Regions from separate parts of the Sus scrofa genome. Here region 1 is linked to region 2. Evidence: chromatin contacts called from public HiChIP or PLAC-seq data. All regions are on one chromosome and are shown on one strand. Each heading gives the region's core, a stretch centred on a gene start, on an enhancer-like site or on the middle of the called end of the contact. The rest is flanking DNA. Distances are from core to core; before and after follow the strand shown. Region 1 overlaps NCF4 (neutrophil cytosol factor 4). Region 2 overlaps KCTD17 (BTB/POZ domain-containing protein KCTD17).

Evidence for each region. HiChIP or PLAC-seq counts read pairs in DNA pulled down with a chosen protein or histone mark.
Region 1: a contact with region 2 is called in an H3K27ac HiChIP or PLAC-seq map of alveolar macrophages, with 4 times the contacts expected there. The contact joins two enhancer-like sites. A contact is called at or near these places in 1 of 47 Hi-C or Micro-C datasets (heart right ventricle) and 1 of 2 datasets of contacts at active chromatin or transcription factors (alveolar macrophages).

What each region holds. Positions count from the first base shown.
Region 1 is chr5:10,902,118-10,906,539 of Sscrofa11.1, reverse strand. All of the region lies in intron 3 of NCF4 (neutrophil cytosol factor 4), which reads left to right. Among named protein-coding and RNA genes, the nearest start is that of PVALB, 52 kb to the left of the region's middle. Within about 2 kb of position 1,394, at least 9 of the 83 cell types and tissues checked have an H3K27ac peak or open chromatin away from gene starts, as enhancers often do. A contact at or near this core is called in alveolar macrophages, where this site is marked.
Region 2 is chr5:10,710,283-10,714,666 of Sscrofa11.1, reverse strand. KCTD17 (BTB/POZ domain-containing protein KCTD17) reads left to right here. Exons shown (of 7, transcript XM_021091530.1): 3 at 1-48; 4 at 971-1,066; 5 at 3,257-3,382. Among named protein-coding and RNA genes, the nearest start is that of KCTD17, 6.5 kb to the left of the region's middle. Within about 2 kb of position 1,631, at least 7 of the 83 cell types and tissues checked have an H3K27ac peak or open chromatin away from gene starts, as enhancers often do. A contact at or near this core is called in alveolar macrophages, where this site is marked.

The sequences.
Region 1 (4,422 bases), core at 145-2,644, 190 kb before region 2:
AAACCCGTTGAATTATACACTTCAAGTTGGTCAGTTTTGTTGTATGCAAATTACACCTCTACCTCGATAAAGCCGATTCTTAACATTTGAATTAGGATGCTGGTAGAAGGGGGCACGTGGTCTATTTTCTTCCTTTGCCACCTCCTGCGAGCCGCCAGCCCCTCAGCAGACAAAGGGATCTTTTAAGCATGTTAATCAGATTACATTGCTCTTTATTTAAACACTCTTGTGGATTCTCTTTCTTCTTTGAATGAAAGCCAGAGGATTACTGTGACCTACGAGTCCCTCTGCCCTGCTTCCTGACCCCAAGACTACAGGGACTGGAGCCATAGGACAAATGGAGGCCATGTACCGTGTGTCTCAGTACATAAAATTGCAGATGGAGCCCCTAAGCTGCTAATAAAACAATTCTCCTTCTACAAGTATATTCTCCTGACAAGTATACCTTCATGACGGGCTGGAAGGTCAGGTTCAAATTTAGAATTCTTGGGGTCCTTGGAGTTCTGTGCTAGAAGGTGATGGCCTGGAAGGCAGACCCTAAGTCACAGCCTGCCTGCCCCTCTCTTTCCATCCCAGCTCCCTCTGAAACTGTGGGGCTCCATCTCAAACTGCCAGGTCCCTGGGGACATTTGTTTTTGCAGTGCCATGGGGGCTGAAGACAGCATTGGCCATAGAATCAGGGAAACTGGATTCTTAATGTGTATCTCGTGTTTTCTTCCTGAATTGTGCTTCATTCTATACGCATGTGTGGGCATGCATGCATGAGTATATATGTATGTCCCCATGTGTGCATGTGCACACACGTCTGTGTAGGTGCATGGGTGTGCATGCATGCATGCATATTTGTGTGTGTGAGCTCCCTGAAGGCAGCATCTGTGAGCATCTGTATCCTTTCTAGGTGTGCAAAGTGGCTGTTAAATGAAGAAATGAATGAATGGGCCAGTATAGCCCAGTTATTAACAGTGTGAGTTTGGAGTCAGCCAGATTTGAGGGCAAACTCTTACTTTGCCACTCACCCACTTTGGTTCAGTCTCCTGATCCCATAGAGCCTTGGTTTCCTCATCTCCAGACCAGGGATAAAAATAGGACCTGTTTTATGGGAGTTGGTGTGAGGATTAAGTAGCAGTAATCAGAGCCAACATGTCATGAACTGGACTTTGTGCCAGGCACTGTTGTAAGGGCTTTGCAAGTGCTAAATCATATACTCCTGCAATTTTATACTGGAGGGTTGGATCAGCAGTAAACTCTGAGCATCTTGACTGTTACAATATTTATGATCATTGGAGAGGAGATTCAGGATTTTTAAGCCTCAGGGGCATCTTCTTATGAGTCCTGCTCAGATTCTCTGATTGATAGGACCGTCTGGAGAGAGCTATGGGCTCCGCCAGGCAGTGCTCCGGAGGGCAGCGCTGCGCCAGACTAGCTCGAAGTTTGACCCTGCTGGTTGGTCCGTCTCTTGCGGCTTATGACATTCCTCCTCTAGGTGGCGCTGCAGAGTGGGAACTGGGCTTCTGCGTCGCAGCGCCCCCTGGTGATCAATTTCCGTCAATATATTGATTAAGTGCAGCGTCGTTTACACAAGTCAAGTGCGGTGGGCAGGGGATGATAAATATGGGGAAAAAATAGAATTTGATGTGATAAATTTTAATTCATAAAGGATTAAGCTGTGCAAGGGGTCTATAGAGCAAGAAGGGACCAAGCCGCACCAAGGAAATAACATTAACATCAATGATTTATGGCCCATCTTCCATGTGCTAGCCATTGTACTGAGCACTTGGCATTCACGGTCTTATTGAACACACCTCCAGAAGGTATGTATCATGAAAACAACGACTTTCATCTGGAGCTGGGCACACAGTAGGTGTTTGTCACATAGTAGGTGCTCAATACATTTTGAACAAGTGAGTAAGGCAGTGCTTCCATGAAGCAAGTATTATCATCTCCATTTAGAAAAATGAACAAGGAAAATGACCAGAGAGGTTATGCAGCTAGTGTGTGCCAGAGCCAGGGCCCCTGAGTGCCACAGCCAGCTCTGCCATGTGCTAGGGCATCACAGAGGAAGGGGCAGGGCCCTCTGCCTTCAGGGAGCTTGCCCTCTGATCAGCCTCACCCATACCCTCGCTGTCTTCAAATACTGCTGGGCGGGGAAGTGGGGCCTGCCAGGGTGGCTATTTATGGCCCATGGAGGAGGTCCAGTGAAGCTCCCCTCATAAATTACAAAGAGAGACACATGTGGGTCAGGATTGGGGAGTTCAGTGTGTGAGGGATCCCCAGAAATCTTGCTCAATCTAATCTGGGATTTTCCCTCTGTTCCCTGGGAGAGGCAGTGACTCAGGCAGCAGGCATTTACTGCGTTCCCAGAATGAGCTCCTGGGGGGGGGGCGCCTCTCCTGGTCCTGCTCACCTCGTTCCCAGCCCCTGGCCATCACCACGCTTCCTGTCTGGCGGTGGAGGTCTTAGCCCCGATGAACGGCTATTCAGAAGCAGGTCCCTTCACTTTATCTTGCATACCTGTAGCACCCGAATGGCTAAGGTTTGAAAAATGCTGTGTGTTTTGAGACATTTAGATCCAGTCTCCGTTTCGGACAACCCCCCAGCCCAGGTATGGTCTGCGTGTGTGGAATCTTTCCTTGGAGACGTCATTAGGAACGGCCATCAGAAAACCTTATGAAGGTTTTCTGATGGCCTTCTCTGAACGGCCCCTGGCCTTTGTTTTTTCAGTCCTTGAGCCTTTTTTTTTTTTTTTTTTTTTTTCAGCATTCCATCCTCTTTGTCACTGTCAGAATGTGACACTAACTGTCATTTGCTTCCGGCTGCCCCTAGCAATTTTCTTCTTCCTGACTGTCTGCTTGGAACCTCTGAGCTGTTAGATTAGGGAACACTCTCAATGTCACCTGGCAGGAAGGGAGGGCCAGCATGCTCGCTTGTGCGAAGAAAATATATAAGCTTTACTGCATCGATGGGGACCTACCCATATGGACTGTTGGCTTAGGTGCATGTGTGTTTCCTCAAAGGCTGTGGCGAGGGGAGGCTCTCATTAGCCACTTCTCCATATGCAAGGGGTCACATCAGGCATTTTTTATGGTACCTACCCGGAAAGGCTCCATACAGACCTACTTCCTAGAATATGTGAGGGTTTGGCTCCTCTTCCTATTGCTCCGCCTCATTCTGCCCCCCCCCCCAGCCCCCACAGCAGCAGCAGCAGGAGACCAATGGTGGGGGTGGGGGGAGAAGACCCTGGAACTGCAGCTATGGCAGCACGGGAGCCCACTGCTGACAGTGTCTGGCCTCAAATTACACCATATCAGAGCTTGGGCATAAAATTAGCAGCAGTGTCCTGTGTATGAGGAGCCAGAGAAAATACTCGTATTCAGCAGAACCACAGGCAGGGACAGAAGAAAGGGAGAGGAGTCGGGGTGGGGGTGGGGGCAGAGCCAGCCCACCACAGACCTCGGCCCTTTCCTGGACAACCTCGTGCCCCTGTGGCAGGGGCCAGTGGCTGAGTCAGGGCCCCAGGAGGCTTCTTGGGGTGGAAGGGATGGGGGATAGGAAGGCAAGACCTTGAGATGCCTGGGAAGGTGAACTTGAGCGCTTGTCCCACGCAACACGCACGCACGCATGCGCACACACATGCACTGAAAATTTAGAACAAGATTTAGAAATTCCCATGTGTCTAGGCATTTTTCACGCAATTTTCTTGTGAATTCTTACTACAACCTCATTGGGTAAGCCTGTCTAACGGATGAGTAAAGAAAGGGTTCATCTGGTGGCTCAGCGGGTTAAGAACCCGGTTAGTATCCATGAGGATGGGGTTCGATCCCTGGACTTGCTCGACGGGTTAAGGATCTGGCATTGCTGTAAGCTGTGGTGTAGGTTGCAGATGCGGCTTGGAACCACTGTGGCTGTGGCTGTGGCGTAGGCCGGCAGCTGCAGCTCCCACTGGACCCCTCACCTGGGAACTTCCATATGCTGCAGGAGCAGCCCTTAAACAAACAAACACAAAAAACCAAAGAAGAAAATAAAAGAAAGGATCCAAAAGAATATATTAGCTTTGCCCGAGTTCAAGTGCTACAAACGTATTGATGCTTTTGCTCATTCTGTGCCCGCTTAGATGCCAGCATTTCAGTACATCCTCTCTGCAGCCACCATGGAAAACAGTACGGAGGGTTCTTAAAAGACGAAAAATAGAGCTACCATAGGATGCAGCCATACCACTCCTGGGCATATATTCAGAAAAGACAAAAACTCCAATTGGAAAAGATTTGTGCACCCCAGTGTCCACAGCAACACCGCGTTCAATGGCCAAGACACGGAGGCAACCTTCGAGTCCATCAGCAGGATGAAGAAGACGTACTTTTATGCACACGCACACACACGCACACACACACACACGATGGACTGTTACTCGGCCATGAAAAGAAT
Region 2 (4,384 bases), core at 382-2,881:
CGCATCATCAAAGACCGGATGGAAGAGAAGGATTATACTGTCACACAGGTCAGGGGGGGCAGTGGGGCAGTGGGGCGGCCTCTGTGGCCAGAGCAGGGGGTGGAGGGAGGGAGGCAGGGGAAGCTTGGAAGAGGCAGAACTAGTTTGCCTTGGGGAGGCTGAGCTCTCCTGTAAGGGGGGTGCTGATCCAGCTCCCAGATGACCCAGCAAAGCCCCAGACTGGGAGACGGATCCTGAGTTCTGTTTGCTGTGTGACCTTGGGCCCATCACGACCCTCTCTGGACCTTGACTCCCTCTTGTGGAATATGGCGTGCTGAGAACTCCTTTCCTCACAGGCAAAACGGGGTCAGTGTGGAGGTACAGGGGGCCCTCTGGGGGGCAACTCAGGACTAGTACGTTGTCCATTCATGTGTCCCGTGGGGGGCACACCACCCGCTGCTGGAGCTGGCATTTCTTCTGAGCTTGGGCCCTAGGCCTAAGGGGCCAGTCTGGAGGAGGAGCTGGAGAGAGTTTCTGCCCATCTTGGGAGAGACGCGAGGGGTGGGAGATGGGTTGTGAGGCCCCATCTTCCTGGTGCAGGAGACTGCAGGGGGCTGAGATGCACCGTGTCTCCTGGAGGGGCTGCCTCAGTTAGTGAGGGACCCAGGGTGTCCCCCAAGCCCCTCCTGTGTTCCAGCCCTGGCTCTGCTGCTCTCTAGCTGGGTGACCTTGGGCACGTCACTGACCCCCTCTGAGCTTCCATGAACACCCCGTTACTGCCAGAATTGGGGAGGGATTCAGTGGGATCCTGCATGTCCCGTGCCTGGCACGTAGTAGGTACTCAGAACACAGCTCCCGTCTTCCCACTCCCCCCACCCCCACCTTCTGTCCTTCTTAGGGGGGTAGATGGTGGGGGAAGGGCAGGTGCTCTTCCCGTCCTGGGTGCCTGGCACTCCCACGGGTGCTCTCCATGTCACCCCTCTGCCCGCAGGTGCCACCCAAGCACGTGTACCGCGTGCTGCAGTGCCAGGAGGAGGAGCTCACGCAGATGGTCTCCACCATGTCTGACGGCTGGCGCTTCGAGCAGGTGGGCTGGGTGTGCGGGGGCCATACCTCCGGGCAAAGCAGGGGGTATCGGGGTGGGGGGGAGGTCCCTCCCACAGCCCCCACCCAGGGGTCTGCTTAAGTCAAACTAGACAAGATTAAGAAATGCCACACTGGGGCGTCCCCACTGTAATACAGTGGGTTAAGAATCCGACCGCAGCGGCCGAGGCATGGGTCGGCTCCCTGGCCCAGCGCAGTGGGTTAAAGGCACAGGCGTTGCTGCAGCTGTGCCATAGGTCGCAGCTATGGCTCAGATTCCCCATGGCCTGGGAACTTCCACATGCCGGGGGTGTGGCCAAAAAAAGAAAAAAGGCAGCAGATTGACCAGGAAGGGCGAAGGAGGAAGCACCGCTGGCAGCGGGGCGGCTCCGGTGAGTCCCCTTTGGTGGCAGTCTTTCCGGCGGGTGGTGGTCTTCCCCGCAGCGCGACAGCTCTGCTGCAAGGAGACAAGATTCATAGCATGGAGCAGAGGCCCCTTTGGACCCACAGCTCTTGTAACAATTCCCCAGGCATAGCCTCTGGGTTCCTTTCAGGGACATGCCCAGTTACAAGCACTGTGACATTCAGGGCAGCCCAGAGCAGTGGCTTCTCATGAAGTATTTACAGTGACCTGTACTTCCTCCCTGTCCTCCGGGAGAGATTTTGATCATCAACAGTGTTGTCCTAGTAATGCAGCTGACGTCACGCCTTCTCAGGTGTCCAGAGGAACAGAGCCAGCAGGTTAACCGAAGGTCAGATTTGCCCTTCGAGAAGGGGAAGGAAGCATCGGGCCGGCCCTTTACCCACAGAAGCTCCTTTGCACCTGAAGGTTGAAGAAGGGAGCAGGCCGGGCTCCCCAGATGGCCAGGCAGCATGGAGGGACGAGCCCAGCCCAGGAGCCAGAATCCAGGCCTCCCCACAGGCATGCTGTGTGACCTTGAGCAAGTCACATCTCTCTGGGCCTCAGTTTCTTTCTTTCTTTTTCTTTTTTTTAATTTTAGGGCCACACCCACACTATGTGGAGGTTCCCACACAATGTGGTTATTTTAGGGACCCCAGAACAAAGGTGAAGCCACTCTTGAGAGCCTGTGGGAGTCTTTGGCAATGGCATGGGCCCTCAAAGGCTGAGCTAGCATGTCAGGGGGCCACTGGCCTAAGGAACGGGCAACCTGTTCTACCTCTCTTTCCAAGAGTGAACAGAATAGGAGTTCCTGTCATGGCTCAGTGGTTCACGAATCTGACTAGGAGCCATGAGGTTGCAGCTTCGATCCCTGGCCTTGCTCAGTGGGTTAAGGATCTGCTGTTGTCATGAGCTGTGGTGTAGGTCGCAGACACGGCTCCGATCCCGTGTTGCTATGGCTGTGGTGTAGGCCGGCAGCTGCAGCTCCGATTAGACCCCTAGCCTGGGAACCTCCATATGCCACGGGAGCAGCCCTAGAAAAGGCAAAAAGACAAAAAAAAAAAAAAAAAGAGTGAACAGAGTATTCTCTGGGGCCCCATCCCCAGGTCATGCCGACCTCATCCTGTAACCTGGGCCTGGGGCTGCTTCAGCCACGTCTGGGACAGGGGCACAGTCTGCCCTGTATGAGCCTCTGCCTGCTTTTGTTTTATTTTATTTTTGCTTTTTAGGGCTGCACTTGCAGCATATGGAAGTTCCCAGGCTAGGGATCCAATCAGAGCTGCACCTGCCGATCTACACCACAGCCACAGCAACACAGGATTCGAGCCACGTCTGTAACCTGCACCACAGCTCAAGGCAGTGCCGGATCCTTAACCCGCTGAGCGAGGCCAGGGATCAAACCCGCATCCTCCTGGACATGAGTCCGGTTCACAGCCTGCTAAGCCACAGCAGGAACTCCCTTTTTTGCCTCTTTGTGCCTGCTTTTAGAAAGTGGCCCGATAGAGCTGGGAGTAGGCTGGGTGGGGGAGGAACAGCAACGATGACCGCCTTCCTCTAAGGATCAGGCCCAGCCAAGCCACTCGGGGAGGCTGGCCCTCGAAATAGACCAGAGGCTTAGGTGGGGGAGGGGAGAGGACTGAGACTTTGGGCCCAAGTGCCCTCTGGAAACCCAGGGATGGGCCTGAATAGAACAGCAAGATCAGGGCACCACTTGTGTCCTGACAAGTGCCAGTGTCCACCTGCCCCCGCCCCCCCACTCTACCTGTCACTTTCTCCCCACGCTCCCCCCTCCAGCTGGTGAACATCGGCTCCTCCTACAACTACGGCAGCGAGGACCAGGCAGAGTTCCTGTGCGTGGTGTCCAAGGAGCTCTACAGTTCCCCACACGGGCTGAGTTCCGAGTCCAGCCGCAAAACCAAGGTGAGCGGCCCCCACCCTTACCTCCCTCCCCTCACGCCCTCCACCCCCCGCCCCCTGCCCGGCCATCCCTGCTGCTTCGTTCTCCCTCCCGCTGCCCACGCATCCCCTTTCCCTCCCTCGGTCACAGTCAATGCCATCCATCCCATGCCACCCATGGTCCTGTCTGCTCACCCCAGTCACCCAGGCCCAGGCTAGGGGGGCAGGGAGATGGGTCATCCCCAGGGTGCAGTGAGAGTGGACTTAGATGCCACTTGAACAGCGGGCTGGCAGTGGCCATGGGGTGGTGCAGCACAGGGGGTGTGCCCTGAACTAGGGGGCTGGGCTCGAGCCCCCTGGGAGACCTTGGACGATTCCGACCCCCTCTGGACACCTTGGCTGGGCTCTCAGAGAAGTGAGAGGGAGGGACCACGTGCTCTCTGTGATGCTGTCCAGCTTGGAACTTCCGGGATTCGAAGAGAATGTATTTCCCAGGGGCCTGGGCCGTGGGGAGTCTGTTCATCCTGTCCCTCCCCCAGGCTCCTGCCCGGGCTCTGCCGAAGAGGGGTCAGGAGCCCTGGGGGCTCCAGATCTCTGTTTCTGGCCAGTGAGGGACATCGGCTGGCTCGGGGGAGGGGCTGAGCAGAGGTCCTGCCACCCTGGACCCAGAGCTGGTCAGAAGCCTCCAGGGCCCTATGGTAGGACCGGTGGAGCAGGCAGCAAGCCAGGCTGGGAAGAAGGGAGAACATTCCTTCCTTCTAGAAGCCTGTCCCTGTGTGGTGGAGATGTAGGAACTCCAGCTTCCCGTCTGTCTGCCTCCCTGTGCTGTGACCTCCCCTGCCCGCCTCGCCCCCATTGGGCTATGGCTGGCACGGCCTTGCAAGGGTGCAGGGTGAGCCTGCTGCTTCTGCTTCTCTGGGAGAGACCTCGGGACCCGGGGTGCCAGAGGCTGTGGCTGGCATCTCAGATGGGGCCGGTGGCTGCCCTGAGCCCTCCCTGGCCGCATGCCTACTCTGGGTCGGACCT